Regions from separate parts of the Mus musculus genome. Here region 2 is linked to region 1. The links are chromatin contacts, called in public HiChIP or PLAC-seq maps. All regions are on one chromosome and are shown on one strand. Each heading gives the region's core, a stretch centred on a gene start, on an enhancer-like site or on the middle of the called end of the contact. The rest is flanking DNA. Distances are from core to core; before and after follow the strand shown.

Evidence for each region. HiChIP or PLAC-seq counts read pairs in DNA pulled down with a chosen protein or histone mark.
Region 2: a contact with region 1 is called in an H3K27ac HiChIP or PLAC-seq map of T-cell acute lymphoblastic leukemia, with 5 times the contacts expected there. The contact joins two enhancer-like sites. A contact is called at or near these places in 2 of 484 Hi-C or Micro-C datasets (DN3 thymocytes and cortical neurons) and 1 of 115 datasets of contacts at active chromatin or transcription factors (T-cell acute lymphoblastic leukemia).

The regions. Positions count from the first base shown.
Region 1 is chr15:95,711,979-95,718,301 of GRCm38.p6, reverse strand. It overlaps the pseudogene Gm8843. Among named protein-coding and RNA genes, the nearest start is that of Gm6961, 36 kb to the left of the region's middle. Within about 2 kb of position 3,496, at least 11 of the 459 cell types and tissues checked have an H3K27ac peak or open chromatin away from gene starts, as enhancers often do. A contact at or near this core is called in T-cell acute lymphoblastic leukemia, where this site is marked.
Region 2 is chr15:96,182,871-96,189,181 of GRCm38.p6, reverse strand. All of the region lies in intron 1 of Gm38469 (spidroin-2), which reads left to right. It also overlaps the pseudogene Gm4371. Among named protein-coding and RNA genes, the nearest start is that of 2610037D02Rik, 12 kb to the left of the region's middle. Within about 2 kb of position 3,096, at least 18 of the 459 cell types and tissues checked have an H3K27ac peak or open chromatin away from gene starts, as enhancers often do. A contact at or near this core is called in T-cell acute lymphoblastic leukemia, where this site is marked.

The DNA.
Region 1 (6,323 bases), core at 2,247-4,746:
TATGAGACCTTCTCTGTAGTGATCTCTAACCAACCATGGAATGGAATCTCCAACACCATGAGCCCAAATAAGCTACTTTGCTTTGCAAATTGATTGTCATGGGTATTTCATTATTCTCAACAAGACAGATGTTCACATAACTAGGAGAAAAATAATTGGAAATTGTGTGGGTGTACCTGAGGGAGGGTTTTGATTTTCTGTAGCTCTGAACTATTTGAAAGGGGGGGTGCAGATGGATTAAAAACTGGATGGAAGGATCTGGGAAATTAATGGTGTCCCACAATTTCCTCACAGTACAGACTACAGAAACACACACAAAAGAACTTTTCTAAGGTCCAGAAAGATAATTACAGACCAAGGACTATGTGTTTGTGTGTGGTTATGTGCGAGTGAGTACAGGTGCCTGAGGAGGTCAGAAAAGGGCATTGGATTCCCTGGATCTAGAGCTACAGTACTTGTGAGCTGCTCAGCCTGAGGGCTGGGAATTGAACTTGTGTCCTTTGGAAGAGTAATATGTGCTTTCAACCACTGAGAGATCTCTCCAGCCCCGAGTATTTCATTTTTCTCAGTCGTTTTGAGTGATGCTTTTATAACATAAAATCTTTATTTTTGCTGTGGTTCCAAAATACTTCTGCAAATGAAACAATGAAGTTATGCATCTGTGGCCTTATACAGCAGTTTAAGGCACGTGATAGTGGCACACCAGCTGAATTCCTTATTAAATACATTATTGTGTTCTTTGAATGTTTTTCTTTGCATTGTAGTATAAGACTGCTGTGGAGAGGGAAAGCTGTTTTCATGGAGATGGCTAGGTACCTAATAGAGACCAACTACCACAGATAATGGCTATACCAGGCATTGCAAAATATTTGGCTATAAACCTATAATTTCATATATATAGGATGCAGTTCTGTTTAATTTTAAATCTAAGTTTAAATCTGAAGAGCTTGTCTGCTCCTTGTTGCTGATAGTATATCTTCATTCACCTAGGTAGAATCTTTAGTAAGGAGAGTGGGGGATTTGGGTTTGGATGGAGATACAAGGATTTGCCCGTTCCTGATGGTGGCAGTGCAGCCTTTGCCTCCATGCCCCAAACAAGAAGTCTTTGAGCAGAAAGCAGGCACCACCAGTTGGCCATTCAGAAAAGCGGTCTCTGAAGACTGAAATGTTATCAGTCACACAGACAATAACAAAGCTATCATGTATGACAAGAAGCAAGTTCATTACAAAAATAAATAAATTCTCAAAAGAAATAGATTTAGGGATGGTATATTTACATTACAAAACCCTACACAATCTTTTTTATTTTGAGATTTATTTATTATTATATCTAAGCACACTGTAGCTGTCTTCAGACACACCAGAAGAGGGTGTCAGATCTTGTTATAGATGGTTGTGAGCCACCACGTGGTTGCTGGGATTTGAACTTAGGACCTCTGGAAGAGCAGCCAGTGCTCTTAACCATTGAGCCATCTCTCCAGCCCAACCCTACACAATCTTGTAAACTTTTTTATATAGTCTGTTAGCATTTGAAGACTCTAGTCTAGGCATACCACAGGACAATACCCCAGTTCCTTCCTTCCTTCCTTCCTTCCTTCCTTCCTTCCTTCCTTCCTTCCTTTCTTCCTTTCTTTCTTTCTTTCTTTCTTTCTTTTTCTTTTTTCACACTTGGGATTTTTCTTTAATTTTTTTAAAGCATACAATGTACATATTTTCCTTCCCCTTTAAGTTAGTGTAACAATCTTCCATAATAAACTAATTAAAAAGAAGCTTTGTTCAAACATGGAATGAGATAGCAAAACCAAAACAAAACGAAATGAAAGAAAAAGCAAAATGAACCACTGCTGTCTCTGAATGCCACACCTCATGACATCCACACAAACACACGCTAGTTGCTTCAGTGTGACAGTGTTTCCTTTGGCCAGCGATCCTCACCGGCACGTGAATGGCAGAGTGTGCTCAGTCCTGTGCCTCATCCTGGCTGCCAGAGGCTCGCTCAGCTCCACATTATCCGGAGACCCTGGATGGAAGACTCTAAGATCTTGAAATCCCAAATTATCACGACTCCATCAATGCCAGTAGCACAGAATTTGCAACAATCTTGCTTACCCACTTCATAAACAGACACTTGAGTGATGCTGTTCTGGTGCAGTGTTTCCAAGGCTGGGTTGCGGTCATCGGTAATGGCCCCACTGTCCATGTTACAGAAGCGTTCCATAGCAGACATATTGTGCTGGACGTTCTATTTTGGGACTTCTAGTTTGGACACAAAGGTCAAACAGCCATGGTCATTTTAGTTAAAGAGTATCGGGCAGCAGTCATGGCCCGCAGCCACAATGCTGTTCTCTGAGACAAATGACACACTAAGCAGCCGCAGGAACTCTTAGAGTTGAAACCTGCATGCTTTTTGAGGCATCCACAACGGGCGCTGTACTGACCTGGCTGACCCAGACCAGGCGGCTCCCACTGGCAGAGAAGCTGACCCCACGCACCCAGCTGCCCGTGCCACTGCCACCAAACTCAGACATCAGCTGACCAAAAGGCATCTTGCTGCCCCAGGGCATGTTGGCTGGCTTCTTGTTCACCTCTTTGATGTAGGCAGAAGACACTCTTCTTTCGAAGTCACAAGAGCCTGCAGCCAACAAAACATTGTTGGAATGCCAGTCCAAGCTGAGGACTGTGGAGCGAATTGGCTTCTTCATGTGCTTGCTCGCCCACCAGTCATTTTCAAACTCTGAGTAACAAATAGAGATGATCGGGGTCTCTGCTCCCCACAGCAAACTCGTTCTCAAGTGGGGACCAATTCACAAAAGTGGCTGCACCGTTAATTCTCAGGATCACCAGGTGGGCTTCCAGCTGCCATCTTTCTGACTCCAGACATAGGCATCGAGGTCTGCCCCGCAAGTGATATTACAATCACTCTTAGGAGCCTAGTCAATACCTATGATGTGTCTGTTATGTTCCTTCAGCTCACGAGCTTTCGTCCACTGACTCCCATTCTTCTTGTAGATGTGCACTTCATGACTATTGGGGCTCAGGGCGATGTGGGTACCATCCCTGTTCCAGGCATGGTAGGTTATTGGCTCTAGCAGAAACTGATGCAGAAACATGATTCTGAAGTGTTTTTCCAGGTCAGGACACTGGCTGGGGTCGGGGAGGTCCAGAGGTCCTGAGGTCCGGAGCGGATGATTCTGACTCTGGTCAGTCAACACCAACAGGCTCCGGCGGGCATAGACAGAGGACCAATACCCAAATTTGTTATCAATGACTTCTTTGCATCCACTGTTTAACATTACAAAAAAAAAGTTTTTTTTCCACTTTATTTTATTTTTTTTGTCGGAATATTTTGCCTGCATGTTTGTATATGTACCACACACTTGAAGTTCCCAAAGAGGTCAAAAGAGAACATGGGATCTCCTGGAACTGGAGTTACATACAGACGGCTCTGAGCTGCCGTGAGGGTGAAGGGCTGGAACCCAGGTCTTCTGTGAGAGCAGCCAGTGCCCTTCCAACACTTGTGCCCTTCCTGCCTGAGCCATCTCTCCCTCCCTTGCATTGATAGTTTCACAGTTCTCTGAAGTTATCACTGTACCTCATCTTATTTTTATTTCCTACCACCTTCATGTGATATCCCCAGCAGAAGGTTAAAAGGCACAGTTGAGTGTCACTGTCACAATCCTGTCAAGAATCCTCCACTTCCTCTTCTACTGCTATTTTTATAGAACTCCGCCTTGTGGTTGTTGCTTGTTTAGTTTAATGGGGGCAGGTGCTTTTTACAGGTTGTTTTGACATATGAATGTATTAAAATATTATGGCATTTGGTGCAGGGTTTAGAGGCATACCTTTTAAACTCATAGATAACGAGCATTTCATGTCACATCCTCAAGCAACGTTATATCACCACGTTTTCAAATTAACCTTTCTATTTGGAGAAGTTTCAAGCGAAGCTATTATACCACATATGGTAAATTTAGGATGAACGTCAATCTTCTTCGTAAGGTAGTGAATATTTGACTGATGTTTCATCCTACATTCTGGAATAATTTGACTTTACTCCTCTCAATAATGAAAGCTATTCTCTCGTTGACAGTTTGTGTCAGACCCCTTGGTTTCCTCTGAGAAAATATTATCAGCATGCCTTTGATCAAAAGGTCTAAGGAAATATGCACAGCACGCATGCGGAGTGGAAGAGAAAGTTGTGCTAATCTCACCATAATTTGATATATTTTCACAGTGTGCAATGAATAAATTCCTAGAATAGAAATATAAATTTAATTTTGTTAAGTTTTTAAACTTTTTAAATTTAGTATCTTAAAGTTATTTTTAAAAAACCCCAGCAATTAATCAGTTTTCACAAATGTGTGCAGTGATTTGGCTAGTGCAGTTTAAGGGTAAGTTGTATCTTATTTTAGTTTTAATGTTTTGACATAGAGTGTTGTATAGCCTAAGCCGTCCTCTGGCTTGCTATGTACCTGAGGCTGTCCCCAAGTTTTTTTGATCCTTCTGTTTCTGTCTCCACCTTTGCACTGAAATTATAGGTGTGCACAAACATCTGTCCTTCCTTCCTTTCCCTTTCTCTCTTTTCTTTTCTTTCATTTTTTCTTTATTTCTTTCACCATTTTGTTGTTGTTGTTGTTGTTGTTGTTGTTGTTCTTTCGAGACATGGTTTCTCTGTGTCCTGGAACTCACTCTGTAGCCCAGGCTGGGCTCGAACTCAGAAATCCATCTGCCTCTGCCTCCCAAGTGCTGGGATTAAAGGCGTGCACCATCGCTGCCTGGCGTCTTTCACCATTTTTAAAGATAGGTCTTACTAGAGATCCCTAACTGGTCTGGAGCCTGTTATGTCGTCCAGGCTTGACTTGGAACTCACAGAGACCAATCTGTCCCTCTTTCCTGAATGCTGAGATTAAAGATGTGCACCATTTCTGGAGATTGTAAACTAAACGTAATCTGTAAGGACAGTTCTTTATATCACTATAAATGCTTGAGCCAGTACTCTTCCAGGAATGTAATTAGTCAGTGAGTGTTCTCATTTTTCTACTTAGATATGTCCCTCTAATTTAAAAATATTTTTATTAGGATGGAGACAAAGTTTCCCAACTTGTTCTTGTCCCACTATATCTGACACCTGTGACTATGCATTTACTGACAAAGTTCTTTAGCTTTGAACCAAATTCCATTTGAGTCATTTTTCAGGGTTTCTTTCCAATACATGGAAGAAGTTAAAAGATTCACTGATCCCTGCATTTCTGATGAAGAAATATATATATATATATATATATATATATATATATATATATATATACACACATATACATACACACACACACACACACACACATATATATATATATATATATATATATATATATATATACCTCATAGTATTTATATATGGCTGCCAGTAATCTCCAAGGATGGAGATACCCACTGCCAGGTTACTGCTGCAGTTGGGGCCAGATTGGCACATAGCCTTTGAAGGATGAGAAAGGAGGTATTGGAATAAAAGCGCGAACCATTGGCCTCCAAGTGGATGCTGCCTGAGTCACATTCAGCTTGTGCCTTGCAGACAGTAACGCTGCCACGCAGAGTCACCAAGAGAACCTCAGTTATTTAACTCACCATTGTCCTTCTCACACAGGTTGTTCATGTTGTGGAATTTATAGCATAGATATTAAAACTGGGTTCTGTCTCTTTGGCAAGTTACAGAACCATTTGATCTATGTCCTTCCTGTGACCGATGTATGTGCTTTCCAGATAGTACCATTTGTACAAATCCAGAACAATTATTATTGTTATCATTTTCCCCAGCTAGTCAATAGTTATAAAGTCAATATGGTAGAATAAATATGCAAATAGGGCCTGGAGAGAATGCTATGCACTTGAGAACACTAATTGCTCTTCTATAGGACCTGGGTTCAATTCCCAGCACCCACATGACAGCTCACAACTGCCTGTAACTCCAGTCCTGGGGGATCTTATGCCTTTTTATTTTTTTATTTTTTATTAAACTAATGAAATTTATTTTAAAATATAAAACTCAGTATTGACATTTTTAAGTCATCAAAATAATTTATAATAGTTAAATAACTCTTAAATATTCATGATATTTTCTGAAGCTAAAAGTAATATGCACTCAACAGGTTTTAAAAATCTATTTGAAAAATTAAACACAATAGAAGTAGAAAAAAATTTTCTTATGGAGTCCTCTATGAAAAGAAATTGTGAAAAGTTCCTGATTAGACAGAAACTAATCTATTTCCAAGGGAGAATTCTCAACATAACTGTGGCTTCATAGAATGATTAAGGTAGTGTTCCTTCTG
Region 2 (6,311 bases), core at 1,847-4,346, 470 kb before region 1:
ACTGGTCATCTGCAAATAGTGTGTGGGGAGGTGTGTCACAGCAGTCTGTCTGTCTTCACACTGGTAGGAGCCTTTTCTATGGGGCCTTCACAGGGGCCTGGGCACCTTTGGGGGCCTGGGCACCTTTGGGAGCCTGGGCTAGAGCTGAAGCCTGGGCCTTAGCTGGCCCCTGCCTTGGTTTGGACCTTAGGCTTCGGTTGGCAGAGCCTCTGACCGTTGGCCACGTAGCTTCGAATCCGCTTCCCAAGCTTAGGGTGAGCGATGAAAGCCGGCCGCTTGAGTTTGGGGCCTTTTGGCATCTTGGACTTGATGGCCTGAGGCTTTACCAGGGCCTTGATGGCCTCTGCGCATGCGCGCACTCACTGCCTTTGCGTTGTTGGCCTGCATCTTCTTCAGGCCTTTCTTGTTGTGCTTCTTGGCAATGCACATGTTCCTCAGGAACTTGGGGTCAAACCCCTTAAGAGACTCATATCTTTTCGACCAGGGTTTCTTGATGCCATTTCTGTGCCATTTGCGGGACTGGTTGTGTGTGGTGTGGTTCTTGGACTTGGCCATGTCTACACGGTAACCCACGGCTCCCGCAGCGCCTGAGACCGCGTATGTAGGATTCTATTACAGCTCTTCTGGATACATTTGGAAACTTTCAAAGAAATAATTTGGAAATTTAAAAGGTTTTTTTTAAAAAACATGCTCAAAATGTTATCCAACCATAAAATTCCATGAGACACCTCAAACTTGACATGCTCCTGACATTGCCCTGCAAGCTCACAACCTTCTTAGTATTCACCACTGTACTGGCTAGTTTTGTGTCAACTTGACACACCTGGAGTTATCACAGAGAAAGGAGCTTCGGTTGAGGAAATGCCTCTATGAGAACCAACTGTAAGGCATTTTCTCAATTAGTGATCAAGGGGGAAAGGCCCCTTGTGGGTGGGACCATCTCTGGGCTGGTAGTCTTGGGTTCTATAAGAGAGCAGGCTGAGCAAGCCAGGGGAAGCAAGCCAGCAAGGAACATCCCTCCATGGCCTCTGCATCAGCTCCTGCTTTCTGACCTGCCTGAGTTCCAGTCCTGACTTCCTTTAGTGATGAACAGCAGTATGGAATTGTAAGCCGAATAAACCCTTTCCTCCCCAACTTGCTTCTTGGTGATGATGTTTGTGCAGGAATAGAAACCCTGACTAAGACAATAACCTTGGTTAATAGGCACTCATTACATGGCTTATGAGGACCAAACTATGGATGCACCCATGATCTCCATCCTATCTCATATCAAGCCTCTCATTTCTACATTCCAAACCACTTCTCTACATTTTTGCTGGTGTCTCTCTAGTTCACACTGCCATCATCTCTTGCTTGAACAACTGCAGGGGCTCCTAAGATTCAACTTATAATCCCAGTCTCTTATAAGCCTTCCTCCTTATTGTTTCTGTATACGTCTTTTAAGAAACAAAACTGGGTCCCATCTGATCATTTCTTTTTATATGTGTGTGTGCACTCGCCTATACATGTACTCACTATAGCAGGTGGTCAGAGTTAGGTATATTACTCTCTTAATATGTGTTGTTATGTATGATGTATATGTGTATGCATGTTCTTGTGTGTGAGAACATGCATGTGTGTGAATGTGGAATGGGCATGTGGTGGGTCACACCACAAATTCAGGTATCAGCCTTCACTTTGAGACCCCATGTTTGAGACAGGGTCTCTTGTGCTGTTAGCTTGCTTGAGAGCTTCCAAGGGTTCGCCTGTATCGACTTCCCATCTCGCCGCAGGAGTGCTAAGATTCGAGAAGTGTACTACCTCATCTGGCTTGACATGGCTTCTTCGGCTCAAACTCTAGGGCTCACATTCATGTGCAGCAAGCATTTTCTCTCCTGAGCCATCTCAACAGCACAGCATTTCCTTTTAAGAGTAGGATCTCTCATTGAACCAGCAGCTTACTCTTTGCCTCTACTGGTGGCCAGAAAGCCTTTGGGACCCACCTATATCTATTCTCCGAGTCCCAGGGTTACAGATGAGTGTGGTTACACCAGGCTTCTATGCCGGTAAGGGGTGGGATCTGAACTCTGGTCCTTGAGCTTGCTCGGTAAACACTGCCCAGGAAGCCACTTCCTTAGGCCCCAAACTGATCTCTCTAGACTCCATCAAGGCTGCCTCTCAGCTGTCCCTGCCTATTTTTCTTCCACTTTCTAACCTTTCTCAATTTTTTTTTTAACTGTTAAGAAGCAAGTCTTAGTTAGCGCTGTCAGGTCTCAGCTTACTATCATTGTTGTTGTTGTTGTTTAATCCTTTTTACAACTCTACTCAAAGTTGAAAGTATCATCCTGTCAAAGCAATCTCCAAAGGTGATTTATTTGTATTTATTTGTGTATTTCCTTTCTGAGATGGGATCTTGCTACACACAGTCTCATCATCCCGCCTCCGCAGCCGTTGGCCGCCTCAGTGCTGGACATGCAGGCTCCAGGACGAGTCACCTGTATTTACTTTTTTATTTTTTTATTTTTTATTTTTATTTTTATTTTTTTGTCCAGAAAAGGCTATTTGTTTTTTATTTTTTATTTTTTTTGTTGTTTTTTTGTTTTGTTTTTTGTTTTGCTTTTTTTGTTTTTTGTTGTTTTTTTGTCACCTGTATTTACTTGGGTGACTCCTCACTGTCTGTCACTATTCTCTGCAGAGTAAGGATCTTGTCTCATTCATTCCTGAGTCACGTACCCCAGATCACTGTCAGGTGCTTGGGCAATACAACGTCGCTCACTCTGTACTGAACGAGTGAATTCGTTTCTGGGACATTTTTGCAGTTACGGAGTGAGTTCTGGTTTTTCCTATTTTTCTCATCCCTCCCAGGACCTGTGATGAAGGGTTGTTCACTGTGTGTGTGTGTGTGTGTGTGTGTGTGTGTGTGTGTGAGAGAGAGAGAGAGAGAGAGAGAGAGAGAGAGAGAACGAACACTGGCTACTGCTTACAAGATCCCAGTAGTTAGGAAGCAGAGAGAAAAACACTGGCTGGAAGCAGGGCCAGACTGCAGCCCAGAAGGCCTGCCACCCCAGGGACCACTTCCTCCCGTGAGGCTCCACCGTCTAAAGGTTCCGAAACCCTCCAAGCCAGCTGCCAGCTGGGAACCAGGTGTTCAAACACTCAGTCCAAAGGGGGGCGTCCAACAGCCACACCATAACAGGATTCAAGTGAAAAACTGAAAGACTACAGTTGTAGCCTAGATGGAATGGTGTGTGTGTTGGCGGGGGGGGGGGGGGGGGGGGCTGGGAGGGAGGGGAAGGAGGGGAGAGGGGGTGCTGAGGGGAGGAGTTGGGCCTGAAGAGAAGAAAGACACGTAAGGCAGAATCAGGTTTGACTAATCAACTCAATGAAAAGAGACAAGGGAGGTCTGACTGAAAATTACACAGCTTAGGAGTGGCGGTGTTATCATGAACAGGAACAGAGGTGGGTCTGAGGAGAGGCTTATGGGTTCTATTTTTGATGTAGCATGGCAGGGTGCTAACAGGGAATTAGGTATGAGGAATGTGACTGGAGAGAGAGGTCACCTCTGGAGACGCCACTTTGGGAACTGTGTGCATCAAAGTGCTAATTAAACCCATGGGGGCTGATTGGAAGCGGCCAAGCCAGGAAGCCCAGAGAGAGCAGAGTCTGTATCAGAAGCCAGCCAGCCAGGAGAAGAGGGTGGGAGGAAAGACTGTCCAGCACTGAATGCTGTCCCAGGCTGCTGGAGGAAGCGGATAAAGTGGGGGGAAAAAGTCTTTCACTCACATGACTCTGCTTTCTAAACTTCCGTTTGTTTCCACTGTAAAAACTGTTCTCTTTCTAGTCCTTTCTTAGCCTATTAGCTTTTAAGTCTCATAGTCTATTAACCGGAACAAACCAGCATCAGTCAGTAAAACACTACTTTGTTCCCCTGGTTTCCTGTACTATGCAACACGTTCTAACACATTCTAGATATGGTTTGGATAGGACTAGTCCTCCAAGGGCTCTTGTGCTGAATGTTTGGTCCCTAATATAGCGGTGCACACTTGTAAATCTCAGCATTCAGGAGGAAGAGGCGGAAAGATTAGTGGGCAAGCCTGGGCTCTATAGAGATATGGATGTAGTTTACTGGTGAGGCACCATTTGCCTAGCTCACAGCCCCTTCCTCAACAAACAACAACAAAACAAAAAACAAACTGCACTGGGCTCTAGGTGAAGGTGGTGTGGTCATTAGGGGTTACCTGAGGACGGGCACAGAACAGTGCAGTTCTTGTGGCGCCCCCTATGGGTTCACAGAGGACTGAGCTAATAGTACCTCAGAGTGCGACGAGCCCCTCCCCCAGCCTCTGGCTTTCTTCCTGTGTAGTCTCTCTCATACGCTCTCCTGTCATGATGCAATCTACATCGTGTGTTATGTATGTCACAGCCACAGGGACTCCCACCGGAGGCTGAACAGACAAGACTTCCCAATCTTCGCATCTCAGCCTCCAGACCTGCTAGTTAATAGATGCTTGTCCTTTCTTCTCCCTTCCAGCCCCTGGGTTCTCAGCCTCTCTCGTGTGAGGGCAGCGGATTACTGGGTGACTTAGACCAGTGGTTCTCAAACAATGACCCCGTCACAGGGGTCAACTAAGACTATCGACAAACACAGGCACTTAAACTGTAATGCGTAACTGGAGCAAAATTATGAAGTAGCACCAAAAATAATCTTATGGGTGGGAGTCACCACAGACAGCATAAGGAGCTGTATTAAAGGGTCTCAGCATTAGAACGGTTGAGGACCACGCTTCAGGCTGTCCTATGTGAGCCACCTGTATTTAGTATACATTTGTGGGTTCTCCTCCTCTAGCGGACCCCATTCCATACTAACATGCTCTCAAGTGCTTTTCGTTTGGCTTTAGCCAAACGTCTTTTGGGGAAAACTTGAGATGAACATAAACAGAAGTGTCTCTGCTTTGTTCGTGATACTGCTTTCCCACCGCTCTGGTGCTCACCTTACCTGCTACACGATATATATATATATAAAAATGGGGTGCAGTCATGGTAGTCCAACACTGACTCTCTTGGTAGAAGGGCTGATAATCTGGTAGCCATCATTCCAGGAGACCAGAGGTCTCTGTAATTCTGATCGTGTACTTGAGTCCTGGAGTGTCTGGAGAGCTGCTGGCTTTCAGTCTGCGCTGAGAACCTAAAGAAGTTGGATTGAACGCCAGCAGCAACAGGATAGATGAGCTTGCCCAGGAGAGCAAGGGCAAGCAGACAAAGAGCAAGGTTCCCCTCTCCTGTGTCCTTTATGTGGGCTGCCACCAGCAGTGTAGCTCCGATTCAGGGTGGGCTTCCTGCTTCAAATAATCTGATTAAGAAAATCCCTCACGGGCTGGAGAAATGGCTCAGTGGTTAAGAGCTCTTCCAGAGGTCCCCAGTTCAATTCCCAGCAACCACATGGTGGACCATAACCATCTGTAATGGGATCTGATGCCCTCTTCTGGTATGTAAATAAATAAATACAATCCCTTGCGTGCACGTGAGTGCATGCACACACACACATATTTGAAATTATATATATGTATATATATATATATATATTATATACACACACACACATATTATATATATATATACCCATACCTCAAAGAGTGCCCAGTATCCTGGGCTTTAGTTAATTACACATGGAGTTAAGTTGGCAACCAAGATTAGCCATCTCAGGGAGAAAAGGTTTATTTTCCCTTATAGTTCCAGATCAGATCCGGTCCATTCTGGCAGAAAAGGCATGACAACAGGAATGAGAGGCCAGCCTGGAGGGAGGGAGGGAGGGAGGGAGGGAGGGAGGGAGAGAGAGAGAGAGAGAGAGAGAGAGAGAGAGGGAGGAAGCGAGACAGAGAGGCACAGAGACGCAGAGAAAGAGGAAAAGAGGAAGTGTAGCCAGGCTGTGCAGCCTCCAAGCCTGCCCTCAGTGATAAACTTCCCTCAGCAAGCCCCCCACCCCTAATGAATTCCATAACTTCCCCAAACATTGCCACCAACTGGGAATCAAGTGTACAAACATACGAGCCTACAGAGGACATCTCTCATTCGCACCCAATAGTCTCTAAATACAAGGACAGCGCCATCTGTTTATTCCTAGGCTTTCCAAGCATGTCCCTCCATGGACTCACCTCAGGTAGCCCGAGCTCATCACTCAGCCAGTTCACCTCTTCCTCCAGCTTAGTGCTCACTCCTGTGATGGCATTCGAAGGAGCGTCCCAGTGATACCATCCCTTGAAGGACAGCCATAGTCTCTGCCTGCCAGCCTGCTGCCTGGGTTGTTTCTCCCACATCTTTTCTTTGCAGGAGGC